4 separate regions of the Mus musculus genome follow, and regions 1, 2 and 3 are each linked to region 4. The links are chromatin contacts, called in public Hi-C maps. All regions are on one chromosome and are shown on one strand. The core of a region is the stretch at or near the end of the contact, and the rest is flanking DNA. Distances in the headings are between cores, read along the strand shown. Region 1 holds the start of Prdm9 (PR domain containing 9). Region 2 holds the start of 5830433I10Rik (a long non-coding RNA gene). Region 3 holds the start of Psmb1 (proteasome (prosome, macropain) subunit, beta type 1). Region 4 holds the start of Ppp2r1a (protein phosphatase 2, regulatory subunit A, alpha).

What was found. A called contact is a pair of places that touch in the nucleus more often than the background predicts.
Region 1: a contact with region 4 is called in a Hi-C map of CD4 T cells, with 5 times the contacts expected there. The contact joins the promoter of Prdm9 here to the promoter of Ppp2r1a in region 4. A contact is called at or near these places in 1 of 39 promoter capture datasets (pre-B cells) and 1 of 484 Hi-C or Micro-C datasets (CD4 T cells).
Region 2: a contact with region 4 is called in a Hi-C map of CD8 T cells, with 5 times the contacts expected there. The contact joins the promoter of 5830433I10Rik here to the promoter of Ppp2r1a in region 4. A contact is called at or near these places in 3 of 484 Hi-C or Micro-C datasets (CD4 T cells, CD8 T cells and uterus) and 1 of 9 other capture datasets (pancreatic islet).
Region 3: a Hi-C map of CD8 T cells shows a contact between it and region 4, with 7 times the contacts expected there. The contact joins the promoter of Psmb1 here to the promoter of Ppp2r1a in region 4. A contact is called at or near these places in 1 of 39 promoter capture datasets (pre-B cells) and 2 of 484 Hi-C or Micro-C datasets (CD4 T cells and CD8 T cells).

The regions. Positions count from the first base shown.
Region 1 is chr17:15,561,005-15,564,706 of GRCm38.p6, forward strand. Prdm9 (PR domain containing 9) reads right to left here and starts at 2,327. Exons shown (of 10, transcript NM_144809.3): 1 at 2,217-2,327; 2 at 1,810-1,933; 3 at 1,411-1,518. The coding sequence starts at 2,285.
Region 2 is chr17:15,703,789-15,707,230 of GRCm38.p6, forward strand. 5830433I10Rik (a long non-coding RNA gene) reads right to left here and starts at 1,589. Exons shown (of 2, transcript XR_001782213.2): 1 at 526-1,589. It overlaps Chd1 (chromodomain helicase DNA binding protein 1), which reads left to right and starts at 1,179. Exons shown (of 36, transcript NM_007690.3): 1 at 1,179-1,524; 2 at 3,152-3,351. The coding sequence starts at 3,299.
Region 3 is chr17:15,496,717-15,500,028 of GRCm38.p6, forward strand. Psmb1 (proteasome (prosome, macropain) subunit, beta type 1) reads right to left here and starts at 1,560. Exons shown (of 6, transcript NM_011185.3): 1 at 1,437-1,560. The coding sequence starts at 1,546. Tbp (TATA box binding protein) reads left to right here and starts at 3,172. Exons shown (of 8, transcript NM_013684.3): 1 at 3,172-3,308.
Region 4 is chr17:20,943,451-20,947,167 of GRCm38.p6, forward strand. It overlaps Ppp2r1a (protein phosphatase 2, regulatory subunit A, alpha), which reads left to right and starts at 2,004. Exons shown (of 15, transcript NM_016891.3): 1 at 2,004-2,133. The coding sequence starts at 2,056.

The sequences.
Region 1 (3,702 bases), core at 1,077-3,576, 5.4 Mb before region 4:
TCTCGAAAAACCAAAAAAAAAAAAAAAAAAAAAAAAGGCAAAAACAGAGAAGTAGGATTACATTAATCTTAAAAACGTCAAACAAAACAATGGAATGAAAAGGGTAACCTAAATAATAGAAGAAAATATCTGCAAAGTGTATATATATTAAGGGGTTGGTATCTAGAATACTCAACAACCACAACATCAATATAAAGTAAGTCAAAAATAGGTGATTAGACTCAAGTTCGTTTTTATCAAATCAACTTATATTTTTGTATTCAAGTTCTATTTCCTAACATATTTGGAGATGAAGCTATTAGAAGCTAATCATAACAAGATGACACCTGAAGAGTGTGGCCCCATAATTGAATTAGTTCTTTCATAGGTAGAGATCCTATGAAAGGCTAAATGTGTTCTACACATGAACACACATAGTTCATGTGAATACACAGTGGAGATCTCTTATACACAAAGGAGAAGCCATTGTTGAAACCTGACAAGGCAGCACTCCCATTTTGGATTTCTAGCCTCTAGAACTGTAAGAAATATATTTCTGCTTAAAAATTTAGCACATGATATTTTGTTGACAGCTCTTTAGCTACCTAATTAATGCAACGAGCACACATTTCTCCAGATATTTAAGTGGCCAACAAGCATAGAAAAAAGTGTTCAACACAATTAGTTATCAGGGAAATGAAAATTAAAGTCCCAGTGATATATCATAAGAAGTAATGGCAAGGATGAGGACAAATTGGAATGCTTGAATGACCACCTTTGATGGGAATATAAAATGGCACAGCTACCAGAAATAGTAAGTCCCTCAAAAATTAAAATAGAGCTGGGCGTGGTGGCCCATGCCTTTAATCCCAGCACTTGGGGGGCAGAGACAGGCAGATTTCTGAGTTCAAGGCCAGCCTGGTCTACAGAGTGAGTTCCAGGAAAGCCAGGGCTACACAGAGAAACCCTGTCTCAAAAAAAAAAATTAAAATAGAATTACTTTATGATTTAGATTTCTTTATGTACATATAAAGAGTGAAAATAAGATCTTGAAGAGACATTTGCACAACCATGGTCATATTTACATGATTAATAATAAGCACGCAGGCTACAGACTAGGTAAGGTGCTTATCCTAGCTACTTTGGGTTTGATATTTCTTGTTCATGCCCAGATTTGTATATATTTCATATTTATTATATTTATAAATAGCATATAGTTTTCACATATTTTAAAATGTACAGGAATAGATTCTTACTATTAATTTTGCATTGCATCTTGTTTGTTTGCTGACCCTTGATTCTGAAACACCCAGTTTTCAGAAGTTGGTTCTGAGACATTATGGAACCTAAATCTGGCTTGGTTTCCGATGGGTACTTCTAAATTCTCCTGCCCCCTCACCTCACTTCTAAACTCTCCTAGCCTCTCCTCACCTTGTTGCTTAGGTGTCCACTCTTCATCAGAATCCTCACTGTCATTTATTTGGGGTTTCATTGCTTGCCTTTGGTAACACATGAAAGCTGGTCTAGGGGCTCTGAGACCTGAAAAGCAGCAAAATATTCCTCTTAAAAAGGCCCTAGAGGATGGAACAAATGTATCACAAGGCCAGGTAGGCTCTGGGTGTGGAGATGAGATCTCTACAGGGCCAGTGCTAACATTTAGTCCTGGACACACAGACACACACACACACACACACGTTTCCTCTAAACTTGTCTCCATTGGGAACTGTACCACTGTAGATACCTGGGAAGACCCTAACATAACATGGGAACATGGGAACTGAGATTTTATTTTTTTAATCTAGACTGGTTCAACCGAAGACTTCTTGTTACCTATTGAAATCAGCATTTTATAGTTCCTTTTCACATTTCTATAGCGAATTTTCTCCCACTCTCCCATCTCTGCCCATTCTTCTTTGGAGAAGTATATGGAAATGTCTTTGAATTCATCTTTGACCTGGGGGAAAAAAAATAAAAACAAAAAACGGAACATGCTGGGCCGGGCTTGGGACCCTGGAATGTGGTCTCAGTGACCAAGGTTATCCTCCCATTCCCAGAACCTTCTTTAAGCAAACACTGGATGTTCATGCTGACAGAGCAGTTGCTAATGAGCCTTTCCTCTCTCACATATCGGGACCCACCTTCTTGTCATAGGAAAAATCAATATGGTATTGGTACTCAAGGCTGTTTGCCTCTGCCCACCCCATGATCCTCCTGACTCAAGGATAACTTCGTACTACCTTGGGTTTCCACTCGAATTTCCCTGTATCTTCTTCAGGACTATTTTCTTCCAGCTTGTTGGTGTTCATGGTGCAGGACATTTCACTGGAGAGGTCCAGGGTCCTATGGTCCTATGGATGAAGAGGTAACTAAGGGCCTTAGGCGATCAGAGATGCCCACCAGCACATGGGAAGGAGCTAGGGGCTGGGAATCCATGCAGCCAACACAGGCAGCTTCTTCGGACTCCGAGGTCTAGTACTCTGGTGCAGGAGCAAGGATTCTGGACTGAGCCCTAAACCTAGGCACCGACCCTCCGTCCGGGTCAGGACCTGCGACAGCAAGGAAGGAAGATTCCTCCCGCCAACCGGTGTCCCCCCCCACCCCATTCCCACTTGCTCTTCATCTGGACCAAGGAGTCAGCCAGGGTCTGAAAGATGTTTTCAGGTAAATGGATTCGGGAATCCCGAGTACAAGGGATTGAAGTCCCTCTGGTGAAAATGTAGGAACGCTCTGGCTGAGATTTTAACTTTGGGGACCTCGGGCTGAGGAGTGGGGTGCATCAGATTGAAGGAATTGGGTTCGTAGGCTAGAGGAGTCTTTCAGGCTGTGAAATAAGGTTTGGAGACTCGCAGTCTGACGAGATTTGACGATTATGTCACGAAGAGTTGGGATTTGTCACGTCGGAGGTATTTAGGGTCCTGCGGGACGAGAGCATTTAGGATCTCTGGAAGCCAATCTGGAGTGACAGACAGGTCCTCGAGACCGAGGGCGTCTGGGGTCTTTGGGGCTTAGGAGAGTCTCTACGCTGAGAGTCCAGGTTTCCTGTCTGGAAACTTAGTCTCTCTGAGGCGAGCTACCCAGGTTCCTCAGGCAGAGGCTGGGTTGGTTCCGCACAAGTGCATTTGGGACCTCACTCAGCCAAAGGGCGTTTGGAGTTCCCGAGAAGCTGAGGTGACCGGGTGTGTGCGTGTGAGCGCGCGCGCGCGTGTCACGCTGAGGGGGTCCGAATCTAATTTAGGGGATATGGGGTCTCACGGGCTGAGCCTAGAAAGCCTCGCTGGTCCTGAAGGTTTCGCCTGCACTCATGGTCCAGAATCCCGCGGCTCTGAGGCCACCGCCGGCGTTCGTCCCTCTGAGGAGTTCCGAGGCTGACTGACAGGAGAATCCGCCAATTGACAGACAGCTGGCTGAGGGGCGGGAACAAGAAAAGCGGAGGGCGGAGCTCTGCCTGTCAGTCAGGGTGCAATTCCTGCCCGTGGCTTTCTCCAGGCTGCCCCTCCCCTCGCTGGGATTGCCAGGCCCCTGCACGAATCAGGTAGTGGCCAGCGCGCAGGCGCACACTTGTTCTCTGTGCGGCGTCCGTTCCTTCAGACTCCTCTTTTTCAATGTGGCAGGCTGTGTTACCTGACCTGTGTCCTGTCTACTAAAGGTCTTAAAACCATGGAGCAGAGCTTTAAGTGCTTAGGTCTGCTCTAGAGTGGGGTTTCAGTCAATCTCCAATTGGAG
Region 2 (3,442 bases), core at 339-2,838, 5.2 Mb before region 4:
AATTTCCCAAATAGCTTAAGAATCATTTGGAGATATTATGGCAGCCAAACTCATTTGACTTCGAAGGAGAGGTCTCTACAGAAAATGCAACTTCAAAAAGTAAGTTGAAAACTTTAAAAAGTTAGACCCACAAGGTGGGTACACCAGCAATTCCTTTACTACCACTCCGGAGGCTGAGGCAGGGAGATGGAGAAGTGGAAGACCAGCCTGGCTTTGTATACTGTCTTTAAAGAATCTTTTATTTGCAGGCCAGGTAATGAAATCAGAAAGAATTTTGATTTAAAAACAAGTAAGCAAACAAAGTTCCAAATCCTTGCAAAAACAGTCAGCCTTGTGGTGATGGCACACGCCTGCCTGTAATGCCTAAACTTCGAAGGATCACCCTGAGGCCACCCTGGGCTACATAATAAAACGCTCTTTCAAAACCAAAAAGCATAATAAAAACAAAATTGAAAACCGTACATAGATTGCTACATCACCACGCTTGAAGAGATTCTGCTTCGACATACTGAGGCCTGCGGATACAGTAATGACAGTAACTGTCAACTAAGCTGCAGCACCTTAGATCCAGTTACCAACGCCCCTCCAGTTCCGATTCCGCACGGCACCCTTCCACCCGCATTCCAGGGAGCGATCTAGGCAGGCACAGTTGTAAAAGTTCTTTTATGAACCAGGCATGGGCCACCCACACACGAATCAAGGAGCGTCCTGGGAGGTCAGCAGCTCGAACTCTATTTTCTCTCTTTCACTAAAGCCCCGCCCGGGAGGAGACTTAGTCGCTGGTCGCCCAGGCAAAGATCGCAGCGGGAGGCGACTAGGTTGCCCAATAGTTCTCTAGCTGCCCGGGTGACGCAGCAGCTCCGACCGGACTCCGGACACCCGGCGCGCGCGGCCGGCCCCCACCGCAGGCAGTCCTGGGCCCCCGCTCTGGATCCCTGCGCATCCGTGCCGTGACCAGAGCGCCCATCCCCGGGAGCCCCACGAACGCCAGGGGTAGCGCCGGTTACGAGTGCGAAGGCCGAGCCTGGGCTGGACTCGGTGGCTTTCCCCGAGGGGCGTGCACCACCTCGGCGCCCCGCCCCGCCCCGCCCCGCCCCCGCGCGTCGGCGGAAAGGCCGGGCGTGCGCGCCGCCGCCGCGCGCCGGGAAGGGGAGTGAACCGAGGCGGTGACGTCGCTCGGGAGGCGGAGGCGACAGCGACCTCGGCGGCGCCGCGCGGCGGAGACGGTTGCGCTCGATCGCGGTCTTGGCGTCATGGCGGCTGCCGGCGGCCGATAAGCGGCGGGGCGGGAGCGCGGACGGAGGAGGCGCCCTCGGTACTTCCCGCTCGGCCCGGGCGCCCGGAGATGAACTGATCGTCGGACCCGCTCCCCAGCTCCGCGCGTCTCCGCCCGCTGCCTCCCCTCCCCCTCTGCCGTCCGCGGCGCGGGTCCCGCGGCCTGGGCATCCAGGATCGCGGGCCCCCGCGCGGGGCATCCTCCGCCCGAGGCGCCGGCCCGCGCCACCCTTCGCCCTGTGCCCGCCGGTAAGGACGGGTCGGCGAGGCCGGGGAGGCCGGGAGCGGGCGAGGCCCGCGAGGCCCGGCGCGGCGCCGGGGGCGTGGGAGAGCGGCCCGGCGCATCCTCAGCGGCCTGGCGGCGCTGCCCGGCGCGCGGAGGGGACCAGCACGTGGGAGCGCGGGGCGGGTGGGGGGGAGGGGGCGGTGGCCGGGCGAGCCCGGGAGGGCGCGCGGCGGGGCTGCGGGAGCGGGAGGCGGGAAGGAGGCCGCGGCGCCCGGCTGCGGGGAGAAGGTGCAGCGGCCCCGCGCGGCGCCGCCCGGCAAACTTAGCCGGGAGCCCGGCAACTGCCAGGCGGGGAAGGAGGCTGCAGAGGGAGCCCTGGCCACTTCGGGGGCTCTTATTGTTGAGACGCGGGAGCGTCCGGAGTCCGGGCGCTCGGAGGAGAACTTAGGGCCGGACGGAGAAAGGAGGCGAGGCTGGAAAGGAAGTCCAGCGGACGGGGAAAGCCATCTTGAGGGGCGAGAGGAAGGTGAAAGGGAAAGCGCCTAGGCGAGTGAACTTTCTCAGCGCAGACTTTGCGGAGAGGAGGTGGAGGACTTCGGCCGGTTTCACCGGGGCTGGAATTAATAGTTAACGTTAGGAATTACTGTTGAGTGCTGTGGATCTTAGGTGACCTGTTCTCCCAGAGGTATGGAGACTGAGCTCTGCAGGTTGGAAATCCTGATCCAGGTGCAGAGTCGGCCCCCCGGGCGGAGGTGGCAGCAGCCTGTTTGGCCCCTCTGTTCTTTGGAGTGGAAATAATCAGTTAAGTCTCTGCTGGAGTCGGAGGACAACTCTGTTGCGTCCCGAGTGTGTCTTGGTGGTACTTTCTGGCTGGGGAAGGATCTGACGTCTCCTTCCCCCGCTTCTTCCTCTCCCTCCCCTGCCAGAGATCTCCTTTGTTTATTCGTGGTTGGCTTGTAGGTGACTCTAGTGCTCTGGCGGAAATCTTGAGAGGTGGAAATATTGTCTTGCTCCCCACCCCCGTCCCCGTCGTTTGCCTTGAAAATAAGATACAGTGTGTATTCTTTGTATTGCCTTTTTATGTTTTTTTTCAAGGCGTCTTAAGTACCTTACTGGGTATATAATTTTTTTTTCCACTCTACCATTGGTTTACCTGGTAAAAACTGTCTGTTTTGACGTTTGTAGTTTTGCTAAGATCATGATAACCTTTTATTACTCTCTTTTCCGAATGAACATTTAAAAACTTTCCTTAGCTGGATATGAAGTTCTTAGTAATAGGAGTTAGTGCTTCAGTAAACATAACCCTTACCCTCTCGTCGTTTGTTTGTCGAAGTTACCGAGTAGCATTTTCTCCTCTTTGGGAGTATGTATATGTTACTTTGTTTTAGGAATCTATATAAATAGTGCTACACAGTAGTAATTAGTCTGGAAAGTTTGTTGCTCTTCTGTCAAAACAGCACTAGCAGTGGCAGGCTAAGTCCTAGCAAGCAAGAATGCACTTAATAGATGCCTAGTTCTTGTACGTGAAAGGCGTCTGGGCCTTCGAGCCACCTCTAGTCTGATGGCCTAGGTCCATTTCTGGGAGTTCTAAGTCGGGCTTACATCTTTTCCTACAGCACATATTCTTAACTGCTAATCTATTTCCCGCAGGTGACACAGAGAGAGCCCCAGGAAACCCGTGAATGTTGAAGAAAATTCATCTTTGAAATTTTGATATTCGAGGAAATCTGCATTCATACTCATCTTTTATTAATCTGAGGGGATTTTTGTTTTATTTAAAACTTCTTGATATTTACAATGAATGGACACAGTGATGAAGAAAGTGTTAGAAATGGCAGCGGAGAATCAAGGTAAGCAAGTTCTTTAAACCAGCTGGTTACCTGAGACCTGAAACTGAGTGTTTTTATCAAATTGTCTTAGCTTGGCAAAAGTTAAAATGAC
Region 3 (3,312 bases), core at 310-2,809, 5.4 Mb before region 4:
ATTTCAGGGACTTTTGAGAAATAGTTACAGAAACAGACTTAGGAATTATAAAAGATTAGTAATTATATAAAGGCCTCAAGTGACAAAAACCTGGAAGCTACAAAGAGAAATTTATATATTGTAGAATCTGAGGCTGCTTGCAGGGCTAGTTGCAATAAATGCTAAAAGGCACAAAAGAGAAAAGTGATTTAATGGATAGGTGTAAGTAACTATGAACAAAGTGATGGATAAGAAGAAGTAAAGGAGGTTAAAAAAAGTGACTCATGAGTACTGCATTCGGAACACCTTGAAATTAACACATCTTACAAAGTAAGTACTTAGTGTTCACGTGCAGCATTAAGCAGCATACTGGAAAAGCAAACTGAAACTGGACTCGGCTGAGAACGCTATGAATTTAAATCCGGTTCTAATTCACACCAGCTCTATAGCCTGGGCTGTTTAGATGCCAAGAGTCAAGAAGTAAAACTATGAAATTATTCACTTAACTGCTTGAAATTAAAACAAACAAACAAACAAACAAAAAAACCTACCTTGAGTCTTCCCCAATCTATAAGTAACTGAAAGGAGCCCACATAGTACATTCACAATTGCTCTTCAAAAGGTACAACCAAGACTAAAATCAACCTTTCACTATCTGTATGATCAACGCTCAACATTCATAAAGCCATATTTAACGTTTTTGCTTTTCTTTCTTGAGACAAAGATTCTCCGTGTAGCCCAGGCTGTCCTGGAACTTGCTCTGTAGACCAGACTGGCCACGAACTTAAGAGACCCACTTGCCTTTGCTAGCAGTAAAGGCGTGCTCCACCACCGCCTGGCTGGTTTTGCTTTTCTTAAACAAGCCCCCCCCCCGCCCCCCTTTTTTGGATAATTAGCTGTTTCAACTTCTAATTTGATGAAGAATACCCCTGTATTGTCAACGGTCCTAAATACAAAGGAAAAATATCTTCGAATAAAGCGGATAATTAAAATGCTAAAGTAATTTGAGAGTAAAAATAAACACACACAAGGGTCCGACTGCCTAAGGCTGTGGATGCAGCTCAGTAGACCTTGCCCAGCAGGCTACGTCTCAAGAGCAGAACAAAACAACCTTCACTTTCATCCCTGAAATTAAGTCTGGTTAATCATGTTAGTTTCCTCTTAAAACAACAAGTGATCAGGCGGCCCAGCGACAGAAACAGCTACTCGTCTAACAACCAAGACAAATCATAACTTCATGTTCGCCCGTTGGCTTTAGAAACGTGTTCAAGCCCTACCAAACAACAGGCCATAGGGCGGAAGATTGAGGTGGGAGCCCGGTTGCTGGAGCAAACGGCACCGAGGGCGTCCATGCACAACTGAGTGCTGGGCTGCAGGCTACATCCCTGCCATTCCCACACCCGCCCGTCGCGACCCCAGGCTCGACCCAGGTGAGGGCAGCAGGCCCAGGCTTTTACCCTCCGTTGAAGGCATAAGGCGAAAACCGCAGCTGCACAGGGCCGGCGGAGCCGTGAGGCCCCATTCCCAGCTCTCGTTCCACGTCTCGGTAAGCAGCAGTGGAAAGCATCGCGCCTAACTCCTGCTGTCTCACGGCAAAATGGCCGCCGGGACCGGTCCACTTCCGCCTCCCTCGCCCCGCCCCCCTAGGCTCCTCTAGCCTGCACTCGTCGTTGCTCTTGGAGGTCTACGCCTGCGTCCGGCTAGCGCACAACCTGGATCCGCCAATCCTGCCAACAGAGAAACCTGTTTTATAACCCTAAGAAAACGTTTGGATTTACTCATGGCGGATAGAAAATTAAAAGTCTGACCATACCAAAAAAATTAACCCAATTACAGAGCAACGACAACTCGGATGTCACATTGGCGAAGTGGCACAGCGTTTGAGACGGGTTAGTAGTTCATGCTGCATTCAAGGCCAATCAGGACGCATGTCAACTGTGTGGTGTACGCAGCCACGAGACCCAGGAAGCAATACCAGATTTCTTTAGCCAGAATATGATGGTTAATATTGTTAATTTCACAGAACTTAGCATCATGTAGGTAAAACCCATGGATGCGTCTATGCGGGTGTTTCAAGGTTTAATTGAGGAGCGAAGACCCAACTAAAATATAAGCGGCGCCACCTCATTGCCTGGATTTCCCGACTAAATAAAGAAGAAGCGAACTAACATTTATCTATTTATGTTTCTGGTCTGTGGATGCAATCCAGTTGGCATGCTTCCCCCTGGGTTGTATCTCCTCAAACAGTAAGACAACATAAAACCCGCTTCCCTTATATTGCCTCTTGACAAGCCTTTGTTAAGTTTTCTCAATTCCCCAGTCTTCTGAGGTTTCCTGTACTTTCAAGAGAAAATGTTTCCTTTAGGGGAAAATAGATACACAGTACTATTGTACTTATTAGAGTCTGTGTAAATAGACAACCTATACAACACCTACACACATAACACACAGATACTGTCCATCACACACACAGACACACACACAGAGAGAAAGAGAGAGAGAGAGAGCGCTAACCTTAACCTAAAGGAGCTCATTACCTCGTTGATAATGCAAAATACAAGGGAAAGGAAGTACGCAGAACAACACATGTATATGCCTTAGATGAACTTCAGAAGGAAAAAAAAATTAAGATATGTTGGAATCAATCAAGCATTATGAAGCAGCCTAAGAAACAGCTGACGTTTTCTTGTGGCAGCAAGGAAGAGAGCTGGTAGTGACCGAGCTAAAAATAGAAATGAATCTGTGACTACAAAGTCGCTTGTTTTGTTGTTCTTCCTTGAACGTAAGTTAACATCTACTGAGAACATGATGAGGAGCGTTTGCTTGACATTTTCCTTAGCCACCTCACAAATCTCAAAGGGGAGGAGCCAGTAAGCTTGCCAAGCAATCTCTGGAGTTCGAAGCCAGCCAGTTCTACAGAGTGAGTCCCAAGAAAGTCGGGGCTACACAGAGAAACTCTTTCTCACAAAAACAAATCATGGAAGACTGAGGATGTAGTTCAGTGGTAGAACGCTTGCTTGGGCTTGATCGCCATTGCCACATCCCCAACTGTTTCCGCTACACACTCAATAGATCTCTCTTTGACAGCTAGAAAGGGCCGTCGGAGGCCCCGCCCCGGAACTGCTGGTACCCGGCCCGCTCGTTTCCTTCCCAGTGTCTCACAGCTTAAGCACAACAAATCGGACTGCAGTCAAGAGCGCAACTGGCGGAAGTGACGGCATCAGATGTGCGTCAGGCGTTCGGTGGATCGAGTCCGGTAGCGGTGGCGGGTATCTGCTGGCGGTTTGGCTAGGTTTCTGCGGTCGCGTCATTTTCTCCGCAGTGCCCAGGTAA
Region 4 (3,717 bases), core at 754-3,253:
GGCAATCACTAGATGGTCCATCCTTTCGTCACAGCTCCAAAAAATTGTCCATTCTTAAACTGAACCTAGAGTCTTGTGTCTCTGTCTCCAATTACCTTCCTTGCTAGGCCCTGTTGATGTCCAGCTGTGTTGCCCACGGCATAACTGAATAACATTTACTATTTCATAATATCCTAAAATGTAATCATTAATCATAAATATGACTATGTCAATGTCACTAAAAATTTAGTGTTTTTCAGCATAAGAGATAAAGGATACAAATTTAAAATCAAAAAAGTAAATAAAACCTTATTTTTTAGTTTTCATAATTCACATAAATTGATTAGAAATGCCAGTAAGCCCATTACCAATCACAACCTAGTACTAATTAATTAAACTTACCCTCTTCTTGTACTTGTTAAGAAATCCAGTGCTTCCTACAATGTTTAACCTAGGGCAGTTCAAAGTAAGACTAGAAAACTTTACTATATCTGAAAGGAGAGGAGACAGGCAAGAGGATGTTTTTTCCAAAAGATCTGTTAAATCAAAAATGGTCCAAGAAGGCACTGTTTGGAATTCCTCTCCATAGCCTCTCCTGAGTTCCCCAGTTTTCTGTTGATTGGTTTCAGAAACACATAAAGTACAGTATAGAAGAGTTCATATAAAGGAAAGAAACTGAAGAATGGCCAGAGAGATCATAAAAGAAAATACACTCACAAAGAATAGACAATGGTACCATTGTGCCAAACTCTTTTAGTGAGGTAGCGTATAAACTGAAGTTTCTAAGCCAGACCATTTGGATTAACTCTTATGGGATGAGGCAATGGTATGGCTGTCTTTTGAGGGTTACACCATAGACCTTTGACTGGCCCGGAGGTCACTATGTAGACCAAGATGATGTCAATCTCAGAAAGATGACAAGTTTTTGCTTCCTGAGTTTCATGATTGAAAGCATGTGCACTTTCACACATGGCTATGCCTTCTGTTCGTTATCACAAGACCAAGTGTTTCCTATTCAGGGCCAGAGATATGTGATCTGCATCATTACTTAGGAACGCCTACTCTCTGTGAGGGGGGGGGGGTTGTTTGTTTGTTTGTTTGTTTATTTCCACTCTCTGTGAGGGTGCTTTCTCAATTTTCTCTCTAATTGGAGAGGAAGAAGGGGGAAGGGAGGAATGGAGGTGTGGGGGGGAGGATGATGGAGGAGGGGAGAGGCGAGGGGAGTCGAAAGGAGAAAACAAAAATCAAGTATAGAAATAGCCACGCTTTAACAACCTTGATAGCATCTAACAACCCCGCTATGCCCACCTTCTTCCCTTTCATATTTTCAACCTTAAGGAGAAAGGATTGTGATAGTTTTATATTCGCCTTCTAAGTGAATCACAGCGCCCAAGCTCATTATGAGGCAGAGGTCCATCCTCAAAAAACTTTCGACCTTGTTCATTTTTTACTAGCTACCTAGAAGCTCCCCGGCAGGATGAAGACTCGCTCTGGCCGCTCTATTTCTTCCGGGTAAGGGGGGTGGGTAATAAAGCCTTGAACGCCAAGAGCCCCAGAACCGCATCCTAGAAACCAAGCAAGGCAAATCTCCCTACTTAGGAGTCCCTCCTTTACAGAGACCGGTATAGCAGAACCAGACAAGCATGTCCTTCATTACGTCACGCATAGCTCCCAAGACTCCAGCTTAAGTCTTCTCCGCCTCTCCCCAAGGGGCCATCTTAGCCACCTCCCACCCTCGACTCTCATTGGCAGCTAGACCTGCTTGTTCCCGTGGTTGCTAGCAGCGACGTAGGCGGGCACAATCTTGGTCACTAAGATACTTCACTTCCGGTTCCTCTCGTCCTTCGGGAAAAACATCTCATTCGTCCGGCCAATGGTGAATGAGAAGTAGGCGGGACTTGGTTGGTTCAGACCAAACAGACGCGAGCTTGTGCGGCAATGGCGGCGGGACGGCCCCTGTAGGGCGGCTCGGGCGCCCCCACGTCCGCTTTGCGTCCTTTCCCCGGCACCGCCCCGCCCGATCCCGGATTCCGCCTGGAGCTCGCTGCTGCCTGATAGAAACGCCAGGGAGCCAAGATGGCAGCTGCCGACGGTGACGATTCGCTCTATCCTATTGCGGTGCTCATAGATGAACTCCGCAATGAGGACGTTCAGGTACGGGGATCCTTCCGTTAGAGTGTGTGGGGGAGATCGGGGACGGGGATCTTCGCGGAATGTGGGAGCGATGGCTCCGGGTTCTCCGGGAGTGGCGGAAAGCAGCGGCAGCCAATCAGAATTCAGGTCTCATCTTTCTTAATAGCAAGGTTCGATGAGATGGCAGCCTTCATTGGGTGCCCGGCCAAGCGGAGGGCAAGCCTCGAGGGTCCTACCTGAGTGCGCGCGGCCGCCCCAGATCTGGGCCTGGGCGGCCCGAGATAGGGTGGCGGTCTTGTTGCCGCCTGCCAGTCGGTGATTGGCGGCGGACTCAGAATGGCTCTTTGTAGAGAATCGGCGGGGGCGCGTGACCTGCTGAGTAGAAACCCTCAGGGGTCCTGGCGACCCGGGTAGAGTTCCCATTGCTTTTAATGTTTTCGTTTTAACTGGAAGGAGTGGGGACTGATATTGGGATTGGGGACTGATACCGAGATTTCTGTCCATTCTTCACCGACCTCCACCTTGTATTTTGGGTTAGCTCTCCTGAAGGAGGAGGAAGGAGGCGGTGAAAGTATCCTCTCCTGAGATTTAACTAGCCGTAGCTGGGGTGGGTAACGTGCACAGACCCACCTGTTCTCCGACCTGGTCCCAAGCCGGCCTGCCAAGAGAGTTGATAGTTCTGGTTCATGGGAGAAGAATGAGCCAGGACCCCAGAGTTGTCGGACTGCTTTGGATTTGAAAAAGAGGTCAGACCTCAAGGCCGCATCCTCTCACCTGAGGATGACCTTGTGTGCACATTATTTCATCGCCCCTGGCTTCTGTTTTCTACAAATAGCGGCTAATAATAGTCCTGGTTTCCCTCGGTGGCCGAGGAAAAGTAGTAAAATGAAACTGGCTGTATGTAAAGGCTCTATAAATGTTAGCAATTATTTTGGGGGTGTGGCTATTGTGGCACTGTGCTACAGCCCTCTGCTTTTCCTTTTATATAGAATTGTTCATGCTGCACTCAGTCACCTTCCTGAACCTGGGCCTATCCTCTAAGTCTTACGTATTTATGTGTGACTCTGGTTCCATTGTTGGCAAGACTGGATTTGTACTCCTGGATCTTGCAATTTTTGCAAATTGACTCAGGCAGTCTGTGTTTCTCTTCTGTTAAATGGGAATAATAATCTGGTTTTGGGTATACTGAATGAATTTATTTGCATATGTTCTGTAAACACATGCAAAGCATGAGGAATGTTATTGGGTCATAAAGGAGACCAGAGCTTGGTATAGTGGTGCATGCATGCTAGCAATCCCAGCACTCAGGAGGCAAAGGCAGTGTCAAGGCTAGCCTGGTGACACTGTATCAAGAAAGAAGCAGTCTGGTTGCTGTACAAAGGCTAGATGTGAAACAGGTAAACAGAACTAAATCTGCATATTACCACATGTAAGAAAGAATGAGACTTGTCAATGTTGAAAGAGTGAATCAGCAAGTGTTTGCTGGGCCTTTCTTCAGAGTGGTATTTTGGATAGTTGAAGAACAAAAGAACAAAACTTGCCTTAAAGGAATTAACCTTTTAGTGAGTGGTCACAGATAAATAGGCATTATGTTGACTATGGAAA